Linked DNA regions of Bicyclus anynana: region 2 is linked to region 1. Evidence: chromatin contacts called from public Hi-C data. All regions are on one chromosome and are shown on one strand. Each heading gives the region's core, a stretch centred on a gene start, on an enhancer-like site or on the middle of the called end of the contact. The rest is flanking DNA. Distances are from core to core; before and after follow the strand shown.

Region 1 (4,780 bases), core at 1,087-3,586:
TAATAATAAATAATAATTAGGACATAATTCTAATAGTATTATTCTTTTAATAACTTCCGTAAATCATCGAACTCCGAAGTCCGAACAAAAATCGAAATGCGCTTGCGCGCCCGGCACCACCCACCAAAAACAAAACAAAAACCAAAAAAACAAAGATAAACAAACAGAAACGTCAGTGAAGCGCTGCAAGCCACGGAGTCAAACAAACCACAACGGCTAAACAAACAGCTAACAAACAACCAAACACAGATTATATAGCTTCACACTTCACAGATAATAATAAGTCCTCCCAGACCAATAGCCCTCGAAATTCGAATAGCCTTAGACCATTAATAACAGGACGCGGTTCGCACCCAAATTCACCAACAAAAAAGTCTGTCATTTTTTGAGGGGGACGAGCTTAGACCATTAATAACTGGACGCGGTTCGCACCCAAATTCACCAACAAAAAGTCCGTCATTTTTTGAGGGGGACGAGGTAAACCCACACATCGAAAACATTTAACACCATCAAGTATATTCGGTGTCCATACACTACACACAACTATAAATTTGACTCGCAATACACACACGCGTAATTTTTACACACACTAACAAACACATTGTGCACAGTAAAAATATATACAAGCAGTATACTCGGCCGTATTTTTGAAATAAATACTTACAGCGCGCGGTACGTAAACATGTGATAGGGCTGCCTGGCTCCAGCATTTTAATTACATTTGCCAACTTTGTATTTCTATTTAGTTTTGTGATTGTAAATATACTTTTTTTATGTAAACAAATAAAATATTTTGTAAATTGTAGTAAAATAGGAAGTGATCAATAAAATGCGTGTTGTTTTTTGATTGGTAGATTAAAATAAGGCTGATAATAATCAATGACCTTGAAGGATAGGTCGTATTCATATGTTTATTTTGGTGATGCCATCTAGGTATTACCTCCACACTACGTGACCAAATATTAAAAAAGCGGTCAAGTGCGTGTCGGGCCACGCGCAGTGTAGGGTTCCGTAGATTATGTTAGCCTTTAATCCCTTATGTTTTTCTCAATTTCAAAGCCTTTATTATTCCTTACATTATTACATTAAACAAGTTTTTCAATAAATAAGAGTAACAGTTTTAATTTTTTTTTATGTTAGTATATTGTTAGTGTATCATCTGTTTCTGTTGTTCTGTTAGTGTATCTGTTTCTGTTGTTGTTGTTCTGTCAAACTACTGCTTGCATATTTACTGTGACATTGCTTAGACTATCCACAGATTAAATACATAGAATATTCGATTACTCATCGATGTTTGGCTGTTTCGTCAAAAGAATCGATTCTTTTTATAAATTATTTTTATTAAAAATTTGATAAAATTAAGGTTTAAATACTTTCAAATGAAACATTACTCCATATTTTACTAAACTACAAGTTTTTGACCTTTTTTATGCCAAACCGGCATTTTTAGGGAGCTCCTTACACGACGATTACAACAATGAAACATCGATTCTTTAGCAACAGTTTTTATAAACGCATTAGATCATAGATTTTTGATCTTTGCCAGAGGGGTAACGGTTAGCGAACCACGTCCAGTTATTAATGGTCTAAGCGAATAGCGTAATTCTATGAAATAGAGCCGCGATATGCCAGTGGATATGACATCTGCTTTCGATTCGGAGGGCGTAGGTTCGAATCCGGTCCGGGGCATGCACCTTCAACTTTTCAGTTATTTGCATTAAAATGAAATATCACGTGTCTCAAACAGTGAAGGAAAAACATCGTAAGGAAACCAGAAGATAAGAAGATAATTCTATCTTAATTATTATTTACCTGTGTGAAGTCTGTCAATCAACATTGGGCCAGCATGGCGGACTATTAGCTAACCCGCTAGCAAGAGTATGGGTTGTTAATGATGAATTCCATGATTCAATTTATGTAGTGCGACATAAAAGAGACTGTAGAAGTTAATAAAAATGAATGGAACTAATAATCTGAGTGGCAGCATCACATTATCACAAAGATCTATTATTTAATTATTATCAAGTATCAAGGTAGTTGCGGTCCTAAGTGGATGACAGAACACAGGGTTACGCCACAGACAGTACATCTTGTACACATATATATGTACAAGAAGAACGACAATAAAGGTGATTAAAGCGCCCGCCGCCGTCATTCATTTTCTACTCTTTTGTGTCGCTTAGGGACACATTGTAGAAAAACCGACAAAAATATTTAATATCCATTCAAAATCCGAGTTCCAAAAGGGTAAACAAAAAACCCCATATACGAACTTTAACTTTGAAAACGAAATTTTCACTGTTGCATATAATAATCACTCATAAAGGTCTTATTTATTAAAGTGAATCATTTGAAGTTTATATTATACATAAAAGTAACTCAAAATTAGTAGTTTAAAGTAATATTTTAACGAAACACTAAAACATGCCGTAAATGAAGTCACAGACGAATAACTAACTGAATACCTTTGACAAGTTTGACATACAAAATTGACAGATGTACTAGGGCTTGAAATTAATAATGAACCATAGAGTGAATGATAGGAACCATCAAAATCGATTATAAAATCAAATATTTTTTAATGTGGTCTTGTAATGAAATAAAACAAAATAAATTAGCCTTCTATTTTTTACTATTAATACACAGATTAATGAATATTATACAGATGGAACGTACGGAACATGACGTTGTCGTAGCTGCAACAAATACGAAATAAAAAATGGATACATTCTGTCATTCGAGTCAGTACGACACGAACCGTCGCATCAGTAATTTTCAATATTATTTAAGAAAAATGGCGAGCGATTTCAGTCTTTACTTTCATTAGTCAGACTCTAATTGGTCTTAAAACTATACAATATGTTAAACGCTAAAAAAATATAATGCAATTGACAAAGCTTTACTTGTATATTAATAAATACAGTGGTTAATTAAAGATTGAACAGGCATTAAAATTTCGAATTCACTTTTAATTTGGTGATAATAATATTTATTCTCTCCAAAAATGCAATGCTCTTAAGTGTAATACCGGCGGATTAATTAATATTTTCATGATTGTTCATTCATGATTCAAGTAGGCAATAATTTAATTTTTGATAAAATCCTCGTATTTTTTTATTATAATGATATTTAATACATATAACTGTCCTAAAAATACCATCTCCTTGAAAATATTTTCAAAAGTTGGTAACACCGTCAAGCGCCAAGCGTCAAAATCAAAGAGTTTAATAAGTATTTCAAAATCATCATTCGTTTCGCTGCTTCTCTTGATGTTGTACGTTTCGGATGTTTTCTGGTGCCCTTTATTTATTATTTGGATTTTGGCTTGTTTATTGAATTTCTGTTTGCTCTACGATTGGACTGGACTACTACCTGGATTGACGATTTGCTTTTCTTCACGGACATTTGACAACACAACAAGATGGCGGCCTTGCAGCAAATAAAGATGCAATGACATTGATCTGTCAAATGTTTAACAAGTGACTGAGTCACTCATGTGGAAGAACGTAGAACTATCAAAAGTTGCTTAAAGTGTTTTTTAGATAGCATGGGTACGGTGACAGTTGCCATAAAATGATCATAATACATACTATCGTGAATCGCGGCGAAAGTTAAACGAACTGTCACCGTACCCATGCTATCTGAAAAACACTATAGATCCTAATACTCTAGAATATTAACATTATAATTCATTATATTCGATCTAGTATACTGTTCAATGTCCTGACTGGTTAAAAACGGCATAAAGAAAATAAATAAAGATCCGTATTCAAAGATCTATAATTTACATGCTGTTTACAACGTCTCAAGGTAATTTATAACATAATTGAAACGGTTAGTATTTGCAGCAGTTGGTTGATTATTCATTCAATCGTTCATACACTAATAATCAATTCATGTTTCACTTCACTATGGCTACAGTGACAAACAGTGACAGTTGATCTGACGCCATATTTGTTATGGTTTCTGGAACTCGGATTTTGAATAGAGTTTACTAACTTATTTAAGTAAACTGTTCCAAACTGCAGTTGGCGCTTCAAACACAAAAAAACTTCAAAAATCTTCAAGTGGGCTCTTTTTTCCCATAAACTTATTATACTCTTTGATCTGTGCAGTGTGGTCGTAGTTTATATATCTAAGGGTCGTAGTATTTAATAATCTGTGAGTGTGCTCTATTCTTTACTCTATGGCTAGTTAAAAAAAAAAATAGTGCTGAGGTGCAGTCTTTCATGTTTTCGCGATAATTTATTTTGAATCTTTTGTGTTCGGGTTGTAATAATTAACAAACAAATGACTGCTGCTACAGCATCAGCTGCAACCGTAACCGTTGACGAGGACCTAGAAGAATGTGGACCCCAGTTAATTACAAAATTAGAAGTAAAAATCTTGTGTTGCCTATTCCCGCGCTGCACATTATTTAGTCTAGTTTAGACATTAATAATAATCTCTTGGCGCTAAATGTTTGAATTGTTATATATAAATTTATAATTTTATATTAAATATGTACTGTTCAACTTCGTGTAACGTTTTAATTTCTACTGTTCTGTCTTCTGTCTATTTGCTTTAGTTCTATTGGATTGGTTACAACTGTTGGATTTTGATTTTTACGTATTTAGCTATTTAGCATTGAGAAAACAACCATAATGTACTGCAGGCAACGATATATTTTCATATTAGATATTATGTAATGACTAACGTTCCTATAAAATCACCGTAAACCGTAAATAGTTATCCGAAATTAGCTACTCCACTCCACATAGCGCAAACATGCACAAATTTG
Region 2 (4,780 bases), core at 838-3,337, 250 kb before region 1:
ACATCATTATCTTTCAATGGAGTTTCTTTATTAGGAGTCTTATGTACAATAGATGTGCTCCTTAAATCTTCAAATAGAGAATTAGTTTTAACAGGAGTTGATTTTTTGTTCTTTTTATTTGCATTTCTCTCAACAACTTCTTTAATGAAGGATATAATACTTGTCTGTTTCAAATTGGAGGTATTATCTACTTGAGGTAATGGATCATTTACTTCTGGCACCATGTTTGTGTACACATGCTTTTTCTTACTATTGTCATCATTGAAATTAATAAATGAGCTTTCAAATGCTGGTGTCATATTCGATTTGACATATGTGTTGACCTGCCACTTGATAGGTAAACTACCAAACTCTGCCCTCCAAGGACTAGCCTGAGGATGTCTCACAGATACATTCATACTGCTACAGGCTACAGGAACTTCATCAAAGAAACTTACATCTTCACGTAAGTTAAGAGGATCAGCAATGTTGCTCTGGTCTTTATTGGTATTACAATTATTTTCATTCACAGGTGTTTTTGGTCGGCATGGTGAGTTAACAGGTGAATAATCAAAAGAATGATCATCTTCCATAATTTGAAAATCACGAGCAATGTCTTCTACTCTGACTGAATTATAATTTTTTTCTGCAGCCTCACTGTGATCTGCAACTGAACTGAAATTATTAATGTGGACAGGTGATTTTGTTATGAGATTGTTAACAACATTCTTAACATTTTCTTTAACAGTCGTTGCTACTTCTTGATTTTGTTTGACTGTGTCAGTATTAGATTTTGATGAGACAACATTTTTCAATGCAGCCAGAGCTTTAGCTAGATTCTTGTCATAATTAGTCTTTATAGTAACAGTCTGAGGTTTAGTTTTCCCAGTTTTAGGTTTAGGTTTCCTTGGAGCCTGCTTCTTCTTTTTCTTAGCTGGACGAGGTTCTTCATCAGGATCAAAAGTGAATTCATATACATCAAGTTTACTTGAGTCTCTTTTTCGCCTATTCTTATCATCCAATAATCTTATAGATGTGTTTTTGTTTGTGGCTTTTTCTGAAGCCCTTGCTTTAAATATTTTGTCAGGTGTGCTAACTGATGTATTTGGTGATTTCTTATCTTTGTTCTTTTTGGCATTATTGTTAGGATCAGCAATAATCTTTTGTATTTCATTGTTTTTCAGAGCTCTTTGTCTAGGAGCTTTCTTGTGCAATACTGGTGAAACATTTAAAGAATCTTCACCATTTTCTTTGTTTATCTTCTTGGTCTTAGTTGCTAAAGGGGTACTAGCATTAATAGGTTGTAATGGTACATACTTGTTAGGGCTAACTGAGTGGTCTTCATATTTGGTTGGGAGCCGACAAATTCTCTTTGGCCTGTTGTTCACTAAGCTACAATCGAGAGTTTTAACAGGACTTTTAGTTAGTGTTAACAAGTTTACCTTTTTCACTGGTGATGTTTTCTTTTTAGCTAAAACTGTCGCTTTACATGCTGGATTCTGCGTTACTGGTTTGTTGCCAACTTTAGACTTTGTTAGTGGTTCAGAAATTTGAAATCCTGGAGATTCTACTTTAGTTGGTGATGAAATTAAACTGTTTGATAGATTCACTAAGGTACTATTATCCTTATACCGAGTTGGTAGACATCGAGCGCGACGCGGTCTTGCCGTATAGTCCTCGCAAACATCTTTTATTTTCTTATTAGTCACACTTCCTACAGGATTTGTAAGTTTTTCTGAAAGTGAAGCATTATCATCGGACGCCGAATTCGTTTTATCCGCTAAAGGTTTTCTCGCTTTCAAAGCTTTACCCGTCACTTTAGACGCTTTAGTTGTTCTTACTACACTTATGTTTTCTTTCGAAGCCTTTGTAGCTCTAGCGCTTCTTGTTTTGGATGGCATGGCGCAGACTACGTTTACTGTATTACATTTCAGATTAGCACACGAAAATGATTGCGAGAATAACCATTTATGCTGATTATTTCACTTAATACTATGTTTAGACTTACAGGAATCAAGTTTTGTATATTAATAAAAGTTGCTTGCTTTTCTAAAATTTAGATTATTTTCGCTCGTTTTTTTTCGTTTGACAAATGACAATGACAAGACAAATGACAAAGACAAAACAAACCAAAAATAACTTCCACAGGTTATAAATTAAACAAAACAATAGACAATATTGTTTTATTTTTACGGCTCTGAGTACTAGCTAATTTAAGCCTCAATAATCTAAATAATTATTATGTGCTGCACGTTAAACAATACCAAAACGTAACGTTGAAGTAGGGAGTAGTAGTAATAATGTTTGATACTCCAAATCCCTCCATAACGCCCCAATATTTTAAAAAGTTTGCTGGTCACGTTTTCTCTGTCTACGATTAACGATGGGGCAGGGCAACATTTAAAGTTGCCCCTTGAAAAAAATTAAACCGTTGTTTTTCAGCTTCATTTGTGGTCTGTGGTAGAGGTGAGTCGTACTCGCTAAAACTTTTTAGCCGTTTGTGCTAAAACGCGTACTGAGTGTTACGAGTACGAGTACGCCGAGAGACGCGCTCCAAAGACTAGCTCCACGAGTATTTAGAAGTACGAGCCATTAGGACCTATAGAATAGATACGTACTCCTAAATACTCAGTGGCCAGCGATTTTACGTCATATTATCTGATACTGAGCGTACATTAATTTCAAACGAGTTTTACGTAGTCATTTGGACTAGTGGTATGTACGCACGGTACAAAAAAATTGAATCCTGAGTTCGATCCCGGGTAACAGAAAATCATTTTTGTCTTTTTATTTTGTTTTTTTCAATTGGTTTCTTCAACTATTTTTGGTTTTTGTAATGCACAAAAAAAAGAAAAAAAATTGCAAACAAAAATATTTCAGTCATTAATTTCAAAATTTCAATTTAATTTTATTATTTAGTTATTTCTTTTAATATTACCTCATGATACTGTCGGGTTACATTAACTTGTTACTTTAGCGGATAAATAATCATACTAAAACAAATAAACATTATGTTTTTAAAATAAGGATTAAAATCAGGGACTCCAAATATTGGAGTATTAAGAGTATTAAGTGTATACTGCGTTAAAAAATCGGTCTTATGTTTGATAAAGTAAAGACAATTTTTCATCGGCAATGGGACGTCACTCACACATTCTTAAACGAACGCGTCCGGGAACGCGTCTCGCGATGTTTTGTCTGTTGGAGTATGAAGTGTTTATTGCGTTGAAAAACCGGTCTTATGTCTAGACAACAAAGTCTATTTTCTTTCGGCATTGATAGAAGTCTCTCACTCACACATTACTAATCGAACGCGTCTCTGAACACGTCCCGCATTGGTTGGACCGTTAGAGTATTTGCGAGTATTGGACTCGCACTCTGTTGACGTCTTGCGCTCCTCGGTACTCGGTACTTCTAAATACGCTTAATACGTGTATAAGTCCCTGCTCCGTACTCGTACGCCATACGTCTTCCAACAAACCTAGTGTTAAGACCTGCTCCAGTATATACGCCTCACCTCTAGTCTGTGGTTTTTCAGCTTACGCTCGAGCCGTTTACTTTTAAAAATTGACTTTTAAATTTCTTGAATCATGATTGTTTTTTCGTTATAAACAGGCAAAAAGAGTGATAAGTAAAATTAAAATATAATGAATTAGCGCTAATTAGCTTGTACTTTGTGCTTACTTTACTGTGTTACCACTTTAAAGTATACGGAATTACAGGGTTCGTTACAACGTGCAATCAGAATCACACTTTAGTAAGTAATGTTTCTACGGTCGTATTTACTAAAAAATAAATGTTAATTATATGATGATGAATTAGTTTTAGAAAGCTGTCGGCACTGGCTAGATGCAAAGATATTAAAAATTAAAAAATTGAAATAAGTCTGACGTTGTCTGACTATCGGCCATCAATGGAACATGTAAAATAGTTTAGCTGGTGTGGACTGAGATTGGATTAGTTTAGCCAAGGACTATATTTTACACAATGTCAGACTCTGATTCGAAGTGCATAGACACAGTGCAGGTGGCTCTGAGGATCAGGCCACTGATGCGGAATGAGACTGACAGAGGTTGTGACGAGTGTATAGAAGTGGTGCCCGGGGAGCCTCAAGTGCAAATAAAGGATCTCTGCTTCACATTCAACTATGTGTTCGCACAACACATCACTCAACAGGAGTTCTATGATACAGCAGTTAAAGGACTTATTGGCAAACTATTTCAAGGTAGGTATTACTGATTTGACTTATCTATAACTAGCCGACGCCCTGTGAGAACACAGGGATAAAATATAGCCTATGACACTCACAAATGTGGCTTTCTAGTGGTGAAAGAATTTTCAAAATCGGTTCTGTAGATCCAAAGATAATAACATTCTTCCAAACAAATTTTGGACCACAGTAGCCAATCTTATGTTGAGATTAACCAAGATATATAATAGTGTAAAAGTTTGTGCACAAACACAGGTACACACTATTCCTTCACTAAACCAGTGGTGCTAAAATATGACTAAACTATCGAAACTGAACTAGTGAAACTCAATATAAACTACCCCTACCCTACCACTACCCCTTTAATTTTTAATTTTTTTCTGTCCTAAGAACCTTCTCCTGACAGTAACAAACACATCAATAAAAGAATAGTGAAATTCAGCCATTCACGCATGATGGTGTGACCAAGGAATATATGGATTGGATGAAGAGAAATAGATGAAATGTCATCCAATGGTGGCAGGATTGTCCCAATCTAGTTGTCACAATGAAAGAGGGTAGTATTCCCAGTTGCACTGCCATTGATTGAAA

Evidence for each region. Hi-C and Micro-C count contacts between places; a contact is called where the count stands out from the background.
Region 2: a Hi-C map of whole body shows a contact between it and region 1, with 4 times the contacts expected there. The contact joins the promoter of LOC112058363 here to the promoter of LOC112058353 in region 1. A contact is called at or near these places in 2 of 2 Hi-C or Micro-C datasets (whole body and whole larva).

What each region holds. Positions count from the first base shown.
Region 1 is chr21:7,822,448-7,827,227 of ilBicAnyn1.1, reverse strand. It overlaps LOC112058353 (kelch-like protein 10), which reads right to left and starts at 2,336. Exons shown (of 5, transcript XM_024099120.2): 1 at 1-2,336. LOC112058351 (DNA repair protein RAD51 homolog 1) reads left to right here and starts at 4,191. Exons shown (of 7, transcript XM_024099116.2): 1 at 4,191-4,377. The coding sequence starts at 4,291.
Region 2 is chr21:8,071,764-8,076,543 of ilBicAnyn1.1, reverse strand. It overlaps LOC112058363, which reads right to left and starts at 2,087. Exons shown (of 3, transcript XM_024099134.2): 1 at 1-2,087. The coding sequence starts at 1,880. It overlaps LOC112058362 (chromosome-associated kinesin KIF4), which reads left to right and starts at 2,833. Exons shown (of 20, transcript XM_024099133.2): 1 at 2,833-3,736; 2 at 3,802-4,204. The coding sequence starts at 3,967.